2 separate regions of the Mus musculus genome follow, and region 2 is linked to region 1. The links are chromatin contacts, called in public HiCAR-type maps. All regions are on one chromosome and are shown on one strand. Each heading gives the region's core, a stretch centred on a gene start, on an enhancer-like site or on the middle of the called end of the contact. The rest is flanking DNA. Distances are from core to core; before and after follow the strand shown.

Region 1 (7,100 bases), core at 1,842-4,341:
TATGGCTTTTTGTTGTGTTTTTGCTTTATGTTCCACTAGGTTTAACAAGATATTCACATGGACATGAATGTAAGGCTATGCATTAGACCATGAGTACCTCATAGGTGGCCACATCACTGGAGGTAATGACTTTGTCTCTGAATGAGGGGAGCTCCTGAGTCACTCTCCCATCTATGACTAAATGTCACTGGCTCATGCTTATGCAGGCAACGGCTGCTAGCTCATGACTCTACTATGCCCATATGACAGCACTTTGATTTCTCCCCATCATTTGGCTCTTACATTCTTTCCATCCCTGCAGTATTCCTGACGGGTGGAGGAGGTAATATGGGTGCTTTGCCTAATGCAGAGCACACACCATTCACTTGTTCTTACTATTAACTTTTTAAACAGGTCTTTACAAAAGGAGCCCTGTCTTTTTAGATTTATTTATTTATTATGTGCATGAGTGTTTTGCCTGTGTATAGATGTACACCATGTGTGTGCCTGGTGCTTGAGAAGGCCAGAAGATGTCAGATCCTAGAGCTAAAGTTACAGAGAGTGAGGTACCATATGGTGATAGGAACTAAACCATGGTCCCCTGCAAGCAAGCCAAGTCCTCTTAATTGCTGAGCCACTTATCCATCCCCCAGAGCACTACTCTGAAGACACCCAGTTACTCATTACCACTGTTATTTTCAGTATTGAATTTTGAATCCATTGTTCATATAGATTGATCTACAGGTTACTCAACATCTTTCAAAGCAAATTAATCCACACATTAATCAATTTCTTTGTTCCTTGCATCTTATTCTATGCTATCTGAAACAACAATATGAACTAATCAGTACCCCCGGAGCTCGTGTCTCTAGCTGCATATGTATCAGAAGATGGCCTGGTCGGCCATCAGTGGAAAGAGAGGCCCATTGGTCATGCAAACTTTATATGCCTCAGTACAGGGGAACGCCAGGGCCAAGAAGTGGGAGTGGGTGGGTGGGGGAGTGTGTGGGAGACTTTTGGGATAGCATTGAAAATGTAAATGAAATAAATACCTAATTAAAAAATAAAAATAAATAAATAAAAAAGAAAATGCATCATTTAATGTTTCTTTCAATAATGTTCTGCGTAATAACCCTAATTAGTATTTCCAGTCTTAAAGTATTCTGAGTATATTTTCACTTTTCATCTCTAACAAGATGTCCATTGTTCTTGAGCATGGCAAGTAGATTCTGAACCTCACGGCTGACGGGTTCTAAATCTCACCATTCTTACTTTCCAGCCACTATTGTTCAGCTCTGAAAAGATTACTAAGCTCAGTTCCTATGAAACCAAAACACTAGCACACCCCTCTTAAGCCACTGAGTAAGGAGGGCTAGAAGAAGGGAAGGAAGATGATCATGGGATGTATAATTCACAGAGCAAGACTCAATTTATCTGCACACATTTCTCCATGTATAAGAAATATAAGAAATTCTTCCTTCTTGAAGTCAGGAAAAGGTAGGCAAAAAAAAAAAAAAAAAAAAAAAAAAAAAAAAAAATCTCTAAAGCAAATTGGAGCTATCCAAACCATGATTCTTCTGTGAGTCAGTGATGACTTCCTTTCAGCTAAACTTGGCCAACGTTTTTATCTTTCAAGATGGACCCGATATGACAATGATAGGACAAATCACTAAGAGAGAAAGATCAGTGAAACCATGAACACTTCCGCAATTTGGTTTCCTTTAAGCTATAAGGGAGATAAGGTAGAAAAAGAAGGTAAGTATGAGTGTTTTAAATAAAAACTTCTAAGTAGCTGAAGATAATCATTTTTATAATGTAAATTTAGAATTTGAAATAGTTTAGTTTTTCTAATTATAAATTATATAGAATTCCCGCTCAAAAGATAGTTAATTTTGCATTTTCCTAGACTTTGGTATGTACTTCAGGAAAAAGCAAGACACCAATATCTTTGCTAGGACATAGCAGCAAAATTGTTCATGGGTGTTACTAACATATCAAAACAAGACTGGTCCATTATCACATAAAATACACAAACTCGTAAGAAGGAACATTTCCTATATATATTTATTTAACCATAATCTAAGGGAGTCCTTGTTTGTACTACATTAAAACTGAAACCATTTAGGGAACCTCAAGTAACAATAGAAAGAATGGGACTCTTCCTTTAAAGATAAGTTTCTCCCATCAGGAAATTAAATGTTTCTTCTGGCAGCAAATAAAGTCCACAGAGGAATGTAGGCTCACACGTATACCTCCTCAAAGCTAATCACAAGCCAGGGTTATCCAAGGTTCAGACCAAAGGGAGGGGTAGCCTCAGACTTCCATGTTACTTGAGCATATACACTAATTTAGAAGTATTAAATGAAAATGATTGTAGTATTAGAAAGGTTTCGTTAACATGGTTAAGTGTAACAAATGAACACTAAACTTTTACTATGCATGGAAGAGAATGTCATCTTTTTAACAACAAATTTTTTTTTACAGTCCAGACCTAACACCCATACCAGTCTGCCCTCTGACAGTTCCTCATCCCATTCCTCCTCTCCCGTCTCTAAGAGGATGTCCCCTCCCAGCCAGGCCTCCCTACTCCCAGAGGCCTCAAGTCTCTCAAGGGTTAGGTGCATCACGGAGGCCAGACCAGGCAGTCCTCTGCTGTATATGTGTCATGTGTCATGAGCCTCATATCAGCTAGTGTATGCTTCCTGGTTGGAGCCTCAGTGTCTGAGAGATCTCAGGAGTCTGGGTTAGTTGAGACTGTTGGTCTTCCTATGGGGTCTTTCTCCTCCTCAGGTTCTTCTAGCCTTTATTTTAAGATTTTAGTTTTTAAGTATGTGTATATATGGAAGAGTAAGGGATGTGTACCTGAGTTCAGGTACCCACTGATGCCAGAAGAGGGTGTTGGAGCTGGATTTTAGGTGGTTTTGAGCTGCCCAATGTGGGTGCTGGAAACCAAACTGGGGTCTTCTGCTGTTTGGGTACATGTTCTTAGCATCCTCTCCAACCCCTAGGGAAGAGAAAGAAGGAGAAAATAAGTGAGTGACTTTCAGATCCTCTATGAGTTGTTAAGTCAGGTTTCCAACTGATCTACAATATTGCTGGGCCTCATTTCTCAAACTATAAAGATAAAAACGCTGCATGGTCTATAAGCTTGCTTTGTGGACAGATTGAACGGATATGTGTCATACTGCTCTACATGTTCTCTACTGTTGTACGAACGTCTATCTGTAGAAAAGAGGCATGCCTGTTTCAACCACACGACACTAGACAGGATCAAGGTGCAGAACCCGTGGCTGTCTTCTGTCTTCTGAGAGGTGGCATGCCTAAATGAATGTCTCCTTGCTGTGGAATCCAGGGACTCTGAACATCCCTAGAGAGACATCTAGTGTTTGAAGTAAGAAGAGAACTGAGATTTGTTCGTTTGTTTTGTTTTCTAACAGAATAAAATAGTCTGTGATCAAGGAATGAAGACTACGTTACAAAAACCAAAATCAACATTACACATCCCTGCCCTCTTATCAATCATAACAATTATAAGCCTTTTAAGCTTAAATTTGAAATCATAAGCAGATACTTATAGAAGAAGACAGAGACAAGGAAGTTTTTTTGGTGTTTTGTTTTGTTTTTTGTCTCTTGTTTTTTGTTTTTAATCTCGCAAATTCCTCTGTAAGGCACCTTTCTTCACCCAGAAAGGAAGAGTTTGGACACACCAAAATATTCGGACTGGGTCAATTAATAAATCAAAGGTCTCTGCCCTTGAAACTTAACTCAGAGTAAGAAAAAGGCAATTAAAAAGTAAAGGACATTATTACAGTTTGGGTGTGAGATGTTGCCCGTGGGCTCATGTGTGTGAGCACTTTGGTCCTTGGCTGGTGGTGATGTTTCAGGAAGATGTGAGCCTTCAGCAGGTAGAACCTGGCTAGAAAAAAAAAGGGGGGGGGGCCCTGTGGAGCAGACCTTGAGATTGATAGGCCAGCTCCTCTGCTTCCTGTTTCCTCTCTACTAAGTGTTCACTGAGCTGAGAGCAGTTGGGGAAGTCCAGCACAGTCCTGCCATCATGGGTCACCTGCTACTACCAGGCCTTCTCCACCACGGAGACTGTATCTCCTCAAACCACCCACTCAATAAATACTTCTCTTCCTGTGTTTGCCCATAGCAACAACAAATACGCATGGGATATCTTAAAAATAAATAATCCAGATGGAGAAAAATAAAATGAAGGAGAGGCAGAGAGAAAGCAATACTGATAAGGTAATGACATACTTACTCTCCCTAACCAAGAAGTGGAAAATGAAATCATCATTTAACATTATCTTTATACAGATGCAAGTCCTTTCTTCTTCCACTGTGAAAAGAATTGGCATACATATCTCAGCACTTGGCATTCAAGTTTTTATTTAGAATAAATTGAGTAGTTGAAGCAACTATATTTATGCATAAATATAGGAGGTCTCCAAATTTCTTATGTGACATTTTTCAATTGCTTTTGCTTGAATTTTATGCTCTTTATCTGAATTCTCTATGGCCACAAAATAATCCAATTTCTTCCAGTAATAATGTAATCATTGACCTAGAACAATTTCATATTAGTCAAGAGGTGAGAGGTCTCAGAAATGACATCAAGGACACAATTTAACACACACACAAAAGAGCTTTGTAATTTTCACAGTTTTTTATAGACCCATTGTCTTCCATTAACCAGGGGAAGCAACTTATTGATTCAAAAGATGCGACCTGTATATCGCATACATTATCATATTGCCAATTCCCTATCTGCCTCTGGCCATTTAATCATATTCAAAGTTCAATAGTCACATAATTGGAAATGACTAATTAACACATGATAAAGGAAGAATTGCCTTTCTTTTGCACATTCATTCTACTACTAAGACCATTAACCACCAAACATTCTTATCCTTTCTCATTTACCCACACACACAAACATTCAAGCGTACTCATAAACATATATACAGAACTCAGCACAGAAAAATATGTAAACTCTTTTAAAATTCAGATGGCATGGTTTTGTTATTCTGAAAGAGACTGATTTTCAATGCTGTTTTATCTTTAATTGCTGATGAGTAATGAAGTCACTTGTTGAGTCCATAACTTATTCATAAAATTCTGAGGAATTATAGAAAATAATTCATTTCCCATGACTTTCACATGTTACCTTCCAAGGCATGGAAATACACCATACCCAGTCCGAATGAGAAAGAATCATGGATGTGAATTTACCTGGCCATTAGAAACGTACTTTGTTATCTCTATATTCATAACAGAATCTGCCTAGAACCTCTCTGAAGGTCCTCTAGCTTAACTGATGATTCTGGAATTTCACTAAGTCATACAAAGACTTTCATCAGGGAAACCAAGGACAAGAGGCGTCTGGCCACAACATGAACGTGATATTGAAAATGCAGTTTTCACACATGAAACTCAAGAAGAACGAAGACCAAAGTATGGACACTTTGCCCCTTCTTAGAACTGGGAACAAAACACCCATGGAAGGAGTTACAGAGACAAAGTTTGGAGCTGAGATGAAAGGATGGACCATCTAGAGACTGCGATACCCGGGGATCCATCCCATAATCAGCCTCCAAACGCTGACACCATTGCATACACCAGCAAAATTTTGCTGAAAGGACCCTGATATAGCTGTCTCTTGTGAGGATATGCCAGACCTGGCAAACACAGAAGTGGATGCTCACAGTCAGCTATTGGATGGAACACAGGGCCCCCAATGGAGGAGCTAGAGAAAGTACCCAAGGAGCTGAAGGTGTCTGCAACCCTATAGGTGGAACAACACTATGAATTAACCAGAACCCCCAGAGCTCGTGTCTCTAGCTGCATATGTATCAGAAGATGGCCTAGTCGGCCATCATTGGGAAAAGAGGCCCCTTGGTCTTGCAAACTTTATATGCCTCAGTATGGGGGAAGGCCAGAGCCAAGAAGTGGGAGTGGGTGGGTAGGGGAGTGGGGGGGGTGTGTGGGGGAATTTTGGATAGCATTTGAAATGTAAATGAAGAAAATACCTAATTAAAAAAAATAAATTAAAAAAAAATTTAAAATGTAGTTTTCATTTTGCTGTGTAATTCAACTTTATGTCTCAAAGTTCATCCCTAAAACAATAAGAATGAATGCTGTGCTGTAGAAAAAGCTTTGTGTTCATAATCCACATCATAGCTGGGTACAAATACTTATTGCATGTTTGAGGTCGTTGGAAAGTGTTTGTTTGTTGGTTAGTTGGTTGGTTGGTTGGATTTTTTTTATCCTAAAGCATCTTCCTCGAAATTATTGGTCAAAAATAGGGTACCAGAGACACTAAAACCAATGCAGTATATTGCCACCTGGATTTGATAGTAAGATCTGATTGCTAAAGACACCAAATACTTTGGTCACAGGACTTGGACAAAAGGTTGGTACTGATGTAGAAGCTGCTTCTGCTGACTACCTTCCATAAGACAAGAAGGCGCTGTGAAGGCTGCTGCAAGCAAAACGTTAACAATGCTCACTTAACCAGCAGTGAATCCTGTGACTACAGAAATGACTGGCCTGACAAGATATGTCCAATACTGGTATGAATGTTGTGAGGGTAACAATCCACTTTCTGATTGGATTTAAGGGTCTCTCTTTAGAAATAAACTCATGCCTAGTACTGTAAATCTATCCAAAAGCCTGTCTGTGGCTTAGGAACTCAGAGACCCTAAGGATGAACTTTCTACCATTATCATGATACATAGAAATAGTATGAATCATAGATGAATTCAGCACTCATTCCTTATCAAAGACACAGCTTATTGGAGATAGTGAATGGCGGTTAATACTCAGTCATAAATGGGACATTATATCATACAAATAACATCATGAAAAGGAAGCAGAAGACTGTAAGAAGAGAGTCTGTGGAGGACTGGTATGAAATAGTGCTGGATATTACAGGGCTATTGCACTCGTGAATTCACAGCAAGGTCTGTGCAAGACCCGCAAAGACCACACCAGTCAACAGTCCCTAATGGGTGGGAGAGGCACACAGCCTCCACCTATAGCTGTGGAGCTAGTGATGGTTGAGAGCTGCCACTGGTGGAGGAAAGGGAGTTTTCGTTAGGAATGTGGCTTCTGGTAGG
Region 2 (7,100 bases), core at 2,793-5,292, 160 kb before region 1:
TTGTTCCCAGAGCTCTGGCTTTCCCCGAATAAAGCCTCATATGGTTTGCAACAAGCTCAGTCTATCGTAAGTTCTTGGGTGTCCGCTATTGTCCTGAGGCCTGAGCGAGGGGCTCTCGGAGTCTTTCAGGACCACATAGTAAACCTTTGAGACTTACAGACCATAGAGTGTGTTTCAGCTCTTGACTATTCTATTACAAGATAACGCTACAGACAACACATAAAGTAACAGGCATGGCTATGTTCTAATAAAATTATATTTGGAGAATGAAGAATTGAATTGGTATTGTCTATGTTTTTCAATTTGCCTTGTATTTATCATTTTAATAAGTGATTACTGAATACCCATATGTCAGGCATAATAGTAGATCCTAGAGAAACAGCACTGAATATTAGCTGTATGATAGTTTTAGTATTCTATCTTTTGACACTGCAACAAAATGTAATCTATGAAGTTTATGCTTGAGAAGTATACAAGGGTTACCTATAGTATCCCCAAATTCTTATAATGTCTTAAGTTAGTGTATGTTTTATGTTGGGGTATATTTGTAGCCATTCTGAGGCAGTGGTGGCCTTAGGGTCTCCAATTGGGCATACCTTGCAGTCTCTAATATGAAGAAATAATTAAAACATAAATGTAATGTGGTGACTGTTTCCACATAGGTAGTGAAACATTGTGTTTAAGTATGCATGAGATATCTAACCTAGGTTTCAACATTCATAAAGTTATAAAAAATAACTCTTCTAAGATGGGATATTTAACAGAAGAAAAGAGATATGTTATCTCTGGAACAACAAAAAAATACCATCAGGAAATGAAAAGACAGGGAATTGTAGAAACTGTGGAAAAAACAGTTTCAAGGAAGCTCATAGATAAGCTGGAGAAGAGCACAGAGGGAATGGAGTTAGGATGCCATACAAGATGTCACCATTATTTAAGAGAAAAATAATCATGACATGAATTAGTGTTTCAACCATGGCAAGCAATGATACACTTAACAAATGGCTGAATGCACATGAGGATGAGCCAGGGTCAGGAATAAATGAGAAGAAAAGAGTCCGAGATTCTGTTAGACTGAGCTAGGTAGAGTGTTGTTTTCTAGGATAAAGAAAACAAAAATTGAATCACATGTCTCAAAATATTAGACTTTCTAACAAATACGTGATGCTTCTATCAATAATAAAAACTGCACTTTTTACATCTCTGCTGGTCTTTGGTGTCTTCTCATGAGTGTAATGAACAGTGCTTTGCCCCTCACTTTCATCTGCAACAGAGACAGGTGCTTAAAGGATGTGTGGCCTGGGTACCCTCACTGGCCTTGGTGATTGGCATCTAGCATCGTGTTCAGCACCAAGGAATACAATGCTGACAAACTAAATGAGTAGCAACTGTAGAAATAATGTCAATAATCCACACAACTAAAGTTTATAATTTTCTACTTAACTATTCATCTACACATACCATGGATAAAGGCATTCAATAAAGATATTTTTAAAAACTAGGAAACTACATATTATCTCATTAGGGATCTTCAGGCCACACAAAAGAAACTTGAGTAACGGTACCAAATTTTCACATTGGAGAGACTTAAACAGTGAATGAGATTAAGAGACTAGCCTTGAGTTAGCATTTACATATACTACATAAAATAAGGAATGGCCATTGTTTTTGATAAAGTTCTCTTTTTGTCTCTTCCTGTCTGTCTTTTTCTGTGTATCTGTCTCTCTGTGGTGTGTGTGTGTGTGTGTGGGGGGTGTAGGTATGTATAGTAAGGGGAGTAATGCCAACAAAAATAAGGGAAGACTAAAATTACCCTCTGGGTTTTCTGGATTGCTTATTTACTTTGTTTTGGCTTGATTTTGGAGACAACTTTACATAATTTAATTTTCTGTGACAGGGTTTTAGAGGCTCTAAGATCATTTTCAAAATCCACTGTAACCATATTATCTTTTCCAAAAACTAACTGAAGCAAAACAACATTCTATACATGTAGACCTATTCAAGCTGATTCAGGTATAAGCAAGGACTGGGGAAAACAACTGATGTTATAAATGGCTAAGACTGTCCTGGGCAGATAACAGCAAGGCTGGTATATTAGGGTAGACCTCTTAGGTGAATTTCCAGTCACTTACAAACCAAGAAATTTTAATCTATTCTGTTTTAACCACAAAAGGCAATAGCTTCTATGACTGCATGGATCATAGATTTCAAGACTATGGTACCGAATAACAATTGGTGGGGCAGAGACCAGCATATCCCACCGCCAGCTGAAAGGCTTTCACTAACTTCTGGAAGGTGATTCCTGTTCCTGGCTGGGCTGCAGCAGGTACAGAGCTTGAACAACTGATACCTCTTACTTGACGCAGAGTCGCATGAGAATTGGAGACATCTAGTAGCATGTTTAAAAACAATAGTGGGCTATTCATAAACTAGACTGATAATAGGAATTTTGTTTTCAGGATAATTTTGTCCTTTCTAATTGTACTGGCTAGTTTTATATCAACTTGACACCGCTGGAGTTATCACAGAGAAAGGAGCTTCAGTTGAGGAAATGCCTTCTTGAGGTCCAACTGTAAGGCATTTTCTCAATTAGTGATCAAGGGGGAAAGGCCCATTGTGGGTGGGACCATCTCTGGGCTGGTGGTCTTGGTTCTTAAGAGAGCAGGCTGAGCAAGCCAGGGGAAGCAAGCCAGTAAAGAACATCCCTCCATGGCCTCTGCATCAGCTCCTGCTCCCTGACCTGCTTGAGTTCCAGTCCTGACTTCTTTCAGTGATGAACAACAATGTGGAAATGTAAGCCGAATAAACCCTTTCCTCCCCACTTGCTTCTTGGTCATGATGTTTTGTCCAGGAATAGGAACCCTGACCAAGACACTAATTATTGAAGAATGTATGCAGGTTTGATCGGAAAACCAACATATTCATTGTAATATTTACGTTCAGGCAAGAAGCAATCACACTCAGTGGAAATTAATTAGCACCTCTACTTCACTGAAGTATAACTTTCATGCTGTCATGAAAACCAAGAAAACAGAGGCTGCTCTAACCTTTTCCAAAGTGAGTAAAAATAACCCCAACAGCAAATACGTTAGCTGTGCCATTTAACCAGCTGTGTTCAAAAGTTTTCTAAGAAAAACACTTTCAAAAAAACAAACAAGCAAACAAACAAAAAAAACAACAAAAAAACCCAACCTGACTTCAAGACCAAGTTCTTAACTGGACAACACAGCAGTTACACCTTTAGTAGCTGAAGGTTTGCAGGGGCTGACTTTGTCCAGTGGAAGCTCCGATTTGCGTGGTTTCTCACAATAGACATGAATGTGCTGAAGCATGCCAGCCCACCCCTAAGCTGCAGTCAGAGCACCATTTCCTTGTCACCTAGTACGAATAGCAAGAGTCAGAAAATATAATGTTATAATTTACCTCAAGGGCCAAAGATTAACCTACTCCATTCTGCTTTACATTAATTCAACAAGCTTCAAATTACTGCTGGTTCAGAATCTCACTTTCACATCATACCCCGGGTGGACTGTTCATGTTCTATGTTTGGGAGAGCATGAAAACGAATTTCTGTTGGAAGGGTGGAAAGTACCTTTCAGCATAGCAAGTATTCAACTTCATCTGGACGCAAAAACTATCATAGTGGCAGGAGACACTTGGGGAGATAAAGGCTTGAAAAATGACCTCGATAGGTTTTATCAAGTTTGTGTATTGTGTAACCAGAACTGTAAAACCCAGCCATGATATTGTGAACAAAACCTCCTGAAAAAAGCTGTGTCTGCAGAGACTAATCGGCTGACTAGAATTTCAGTCCTGTGGAGAGTCTGGATTGTTGAGGGTCTAAGGACTAATTACCTTATCTAACTCTCCAGAATGGCCATTCCTTGCTCACCCCAGTGAACTAACATCTATGACCAGCTTCCACCAATCCCAAAGCTAAGAATATCATCAGATAACATCTCAGCTCTATAGGAGCGCTTCCCTTCTCACTGAACCTGCCTCTCTGGTGCATTTTAAATGTCTTAAAGCTATATTGATGACTTAAGACTTCATGAAACTGCTTTTATGTTGAAGCATGGGATGTGGGTTAACCCAAATCTGTGTTCCAGGATTGTGGTTACTCAAAATGATTCCAGAATAAACTACCTTATTCCTTTTAAGATGAGAGCTGTGTTTTTCCCATCAATAACATAACTCTACATTTTGTAATTCAGTATTTACTACAAACACAAAATTTTCTGCTACTCCCGGAAAGGTAATTAAGATTTTTTTTTTCTGACTGGCTATGGTTAGTCATAGTCATAGTCATAGTCATAGTCATAGTCATAGTCATAGTCATAGTCATAGTCATAGTCATAGTCATAGTCTTCTTCATGGCCCATGATGCTCCATCTCATTGTACATTGCCATCTTATTTCTCAGTTTATTTTTTTAACAAGTTGAAGGTCTGTAGAAACTCTGCAACAACTAGCTCTACCACCCCCACTTCCCTAACAGCTTGTTCTTTCTTAGCCTCTGTGACACATTTTGGTATTTATCACAGTATTTCAAACTGTCCATTATTATCATTTGTTACGGTGATATGAGGTCTCTTGTATTACCACTATAATTTGGTCAAATGAAGCCAGGCCAAAATAACACAAGCAATTTATGGCCTGGAAAGATGGCTCAGTGGTGAAGAGCACTTGATGTTCTTCTAGAGTGCCAGCATCCGAATGGTGGCTCATGACTGCTTGTAACTCCAGTTCCAAGGGGTCTGAAGCTCTCTTCTTGCTTCTGCAGGCACCAGGCATTCATGCAGTACACAAATATACACACATGCAAAACACTCATATGCAAGAAAAATAAAGTAAAATTAAAAGAAGAAAATTAATTCATCAAAGTTGTGCATCATCTGACTGTTTAACTCACCGACTAGACCTCCTCCTGTCTTTATGAGTCGCCCCACATTCTGAAAAACAAACATATTTAAATTGTGGCATTTAGTAACACAGTAGTCACCTGTCAGAGTTCCAATGAAAGAGAAAAATAACATCTCTCAGTTTAAATGGAAAAGAAAAAAAGACCACAATTGATTAAAGATAGTGGGTGTGGTACGGCAGAATCCACGGTAGGCTGAAAACTCATCATCTGTTCCACCAAAGAGTAACTTGGTCCAGTTGAGAATTCAGGCAAAGTTTCTGGAAGAAATGACATCTTTTCTTGAGAGAACATGAATGATAAGAAAGCTCAACTGACTGCCTGAGTGTTAACTTGGGGAAGGTGGGGGGCGGGGGGAATGTTCCAATTAGAAAACCAAATCAACTGCAGAATTCCCCTGAGCAATGCCCTGTTCTTACCCTTGTCTATGAATGGTGAGAGTGGAAGAAGCTGCAGATAAAGATGTTGAAGTCAGCAGAGATAGACTATAACGATAAGAGAAGCTCTAACAATTCAGAGGTCTCCTATGTCACCCAGGAAACCTAACTGGTATCACTGAGGATAGAGGCTTACTAAAAGACACATTTTCAAAGCAGAAAATAAAATCTTGTACTAAACAGAGATGTCATCTGGGTCCCTCACCTGAAGAATTGATAAAGAAAATATGGTACCCTTATAAAGCAGAGTATTACACTGCTGTTAAAAACAATAATGTCAGGAAATTTGCTGGCAAATGAATGGAACTAGAAAAAAAATCATCCTGAGTTAGGTAACCGAGACCCAGAGAGACAAGCATTGTGTGTGCTCACTTATAAGTGGATGCTAGCTGTAAAGAAAAGATTAACCATGCTACAACTCAAAGACCTAGAAAGGCTAAGTTATAAGGAAGGCTCAAGAGGGTGGGGGGACGAAGGGACATTCCTGGGAAGGTGAAAAAGAAGGTTTTCCCCCAGTGTAGGGATTGGGAACAGATGGTATGATGTATGTGTGTGTTGGGGTGTGGGTGTTAATACTGGTAGTATCGACTGGATTTGGGGGACATTTTAGATACAAGGTGAAAACCTAGAGCAGTGGAAACTCCATGGAATCTAAGAATAACCCGAGCAAAGACTGTAGTAATAGGGGGCACAGACCCATCTGCTGTATCTTGCAAGGCCTCAAGTGGAGGCTTTGGGGCATGAACCCAGCCGCAAAACCTTAACCAACAATTTGTCCTGCATGCAGAGCGCTCTAGGATGAAAGCCTAGCATAACGGTTCTCAGAGATACCAGACAGACTTCATCCAGCAACTGATGGGAGCAGATGCAGAGTCTCACGGCCAAACATTCGGCGGAGCTCTGGAGTCTTGAGAAGGAGAGAGAGGAAGGTTGGGAGGAACCAGAGGAGTCAGGGACAAACCAGGAGAATATGAAAACTTGGCTCACAGAATCAACTTAATGGGAATCATGTGGACTCACAGAAATCAGGTAGTCTGTAGGGGGTCTGACATAAGTCCTCTGCATATATATTATGGCTGTTTTGTGATTTTTTTTTAACAGTGAAGTGGGGGCTGTATCTAATTTTTGCCTGCTTGTGGGACCCTGCTCTTCTCACTGGGTTGCATCGTCCAGCCTTGATGTGAGAATGTGTGTCCTGTCTTATTGTAACTTCTTAGGCCAAAGTTTGGTTGATGTCCTTGGGAGACCTGCTCTTGTCTGAGGCAAGTAGGAGGGAGGGTTGATCTGGGGGAGAGAGGGAGGTGGAGGGGAGAGACTGGGGGGAGGGAGGGAGGGAAACCTGCAGTTGGGATGCAATATATGAGAGAGAAAAAATGTCATCTAGGATTTTTATAGCTAGAGATAATGTCTAGTTTCAAAGCTTCAAAGAGTGGGTTTTCTGGCTTAATGCCTGTTGTCGCTGGTAACTTTAAATCAAGGCCAATATTGGTTTACCATTCTGAAAATGTAAAGTTCCTTACAAATATTTTTAAATTCACTCTGCCTATGTTGTAAAACTAGAAAACAAAGTCTAAATGACAACACATCTGTTTACCATATTCCACTAAACATTAGTAAATCACTGTTACACCATACTAAGGTTACTTTTAAAATAGTATTGGCCTTCACCAACACTTCCAGTCATGGAGATATACAATGGATTAATGTTATTTTGATTATGTTAACACAATATCAATTCTATAG

What was found. HiCAR-type assays count read pairs that join an accessible place to other places.
Region 2: a HiCAR-type map of Th2 cells shows a contact between it and region 1, with 5 times the contacts expected there. The contact joins two enhancer-like sites. A contact is called at or near these places in 5 of 484 Hi-C or Micro-C datasets (the HPC-7 cell line, Th1 cells, Th2 cells and 2 more) and 1 of 115 datasets of contacts at active chromatin or transcription factors (Th2 cells).

The regions. Positions count from the first base shown.
Region 1 is chr2:84,061,487-84,068,586 of GRCm38.p6, reverse strand. No RefSeq gene overlaps it. Among named protein-coding and RNA genes, the nearest start is that of Zswim2, 120 kb to the right of the region's middle. Within about 2 kb of position 3,091, at least 15 of the 459 cell types and tissues checked have an H3K27ac peak or open chromatin away from gene starts, as enhancers often do. A contact at or near this core is called in Th2 cells, where this site is marked.
Region 2 is chr2:84,219,478-84,226,577 of GRCm38.p6, reverse strand. No RefSeq gene overlaps it. Among named protein-coding and RNA genes, the nearest start is that of Calcrl, 200 kb to the left of the region's middle. Within about 2 kb of position 4,042, at least 3 of the 459 cell types and tissues checked have an H3K27ac peak or open chromatin away from gene starts, as enhancers often do. A contact at or near this core is called in Th2 cells, where this site is marked.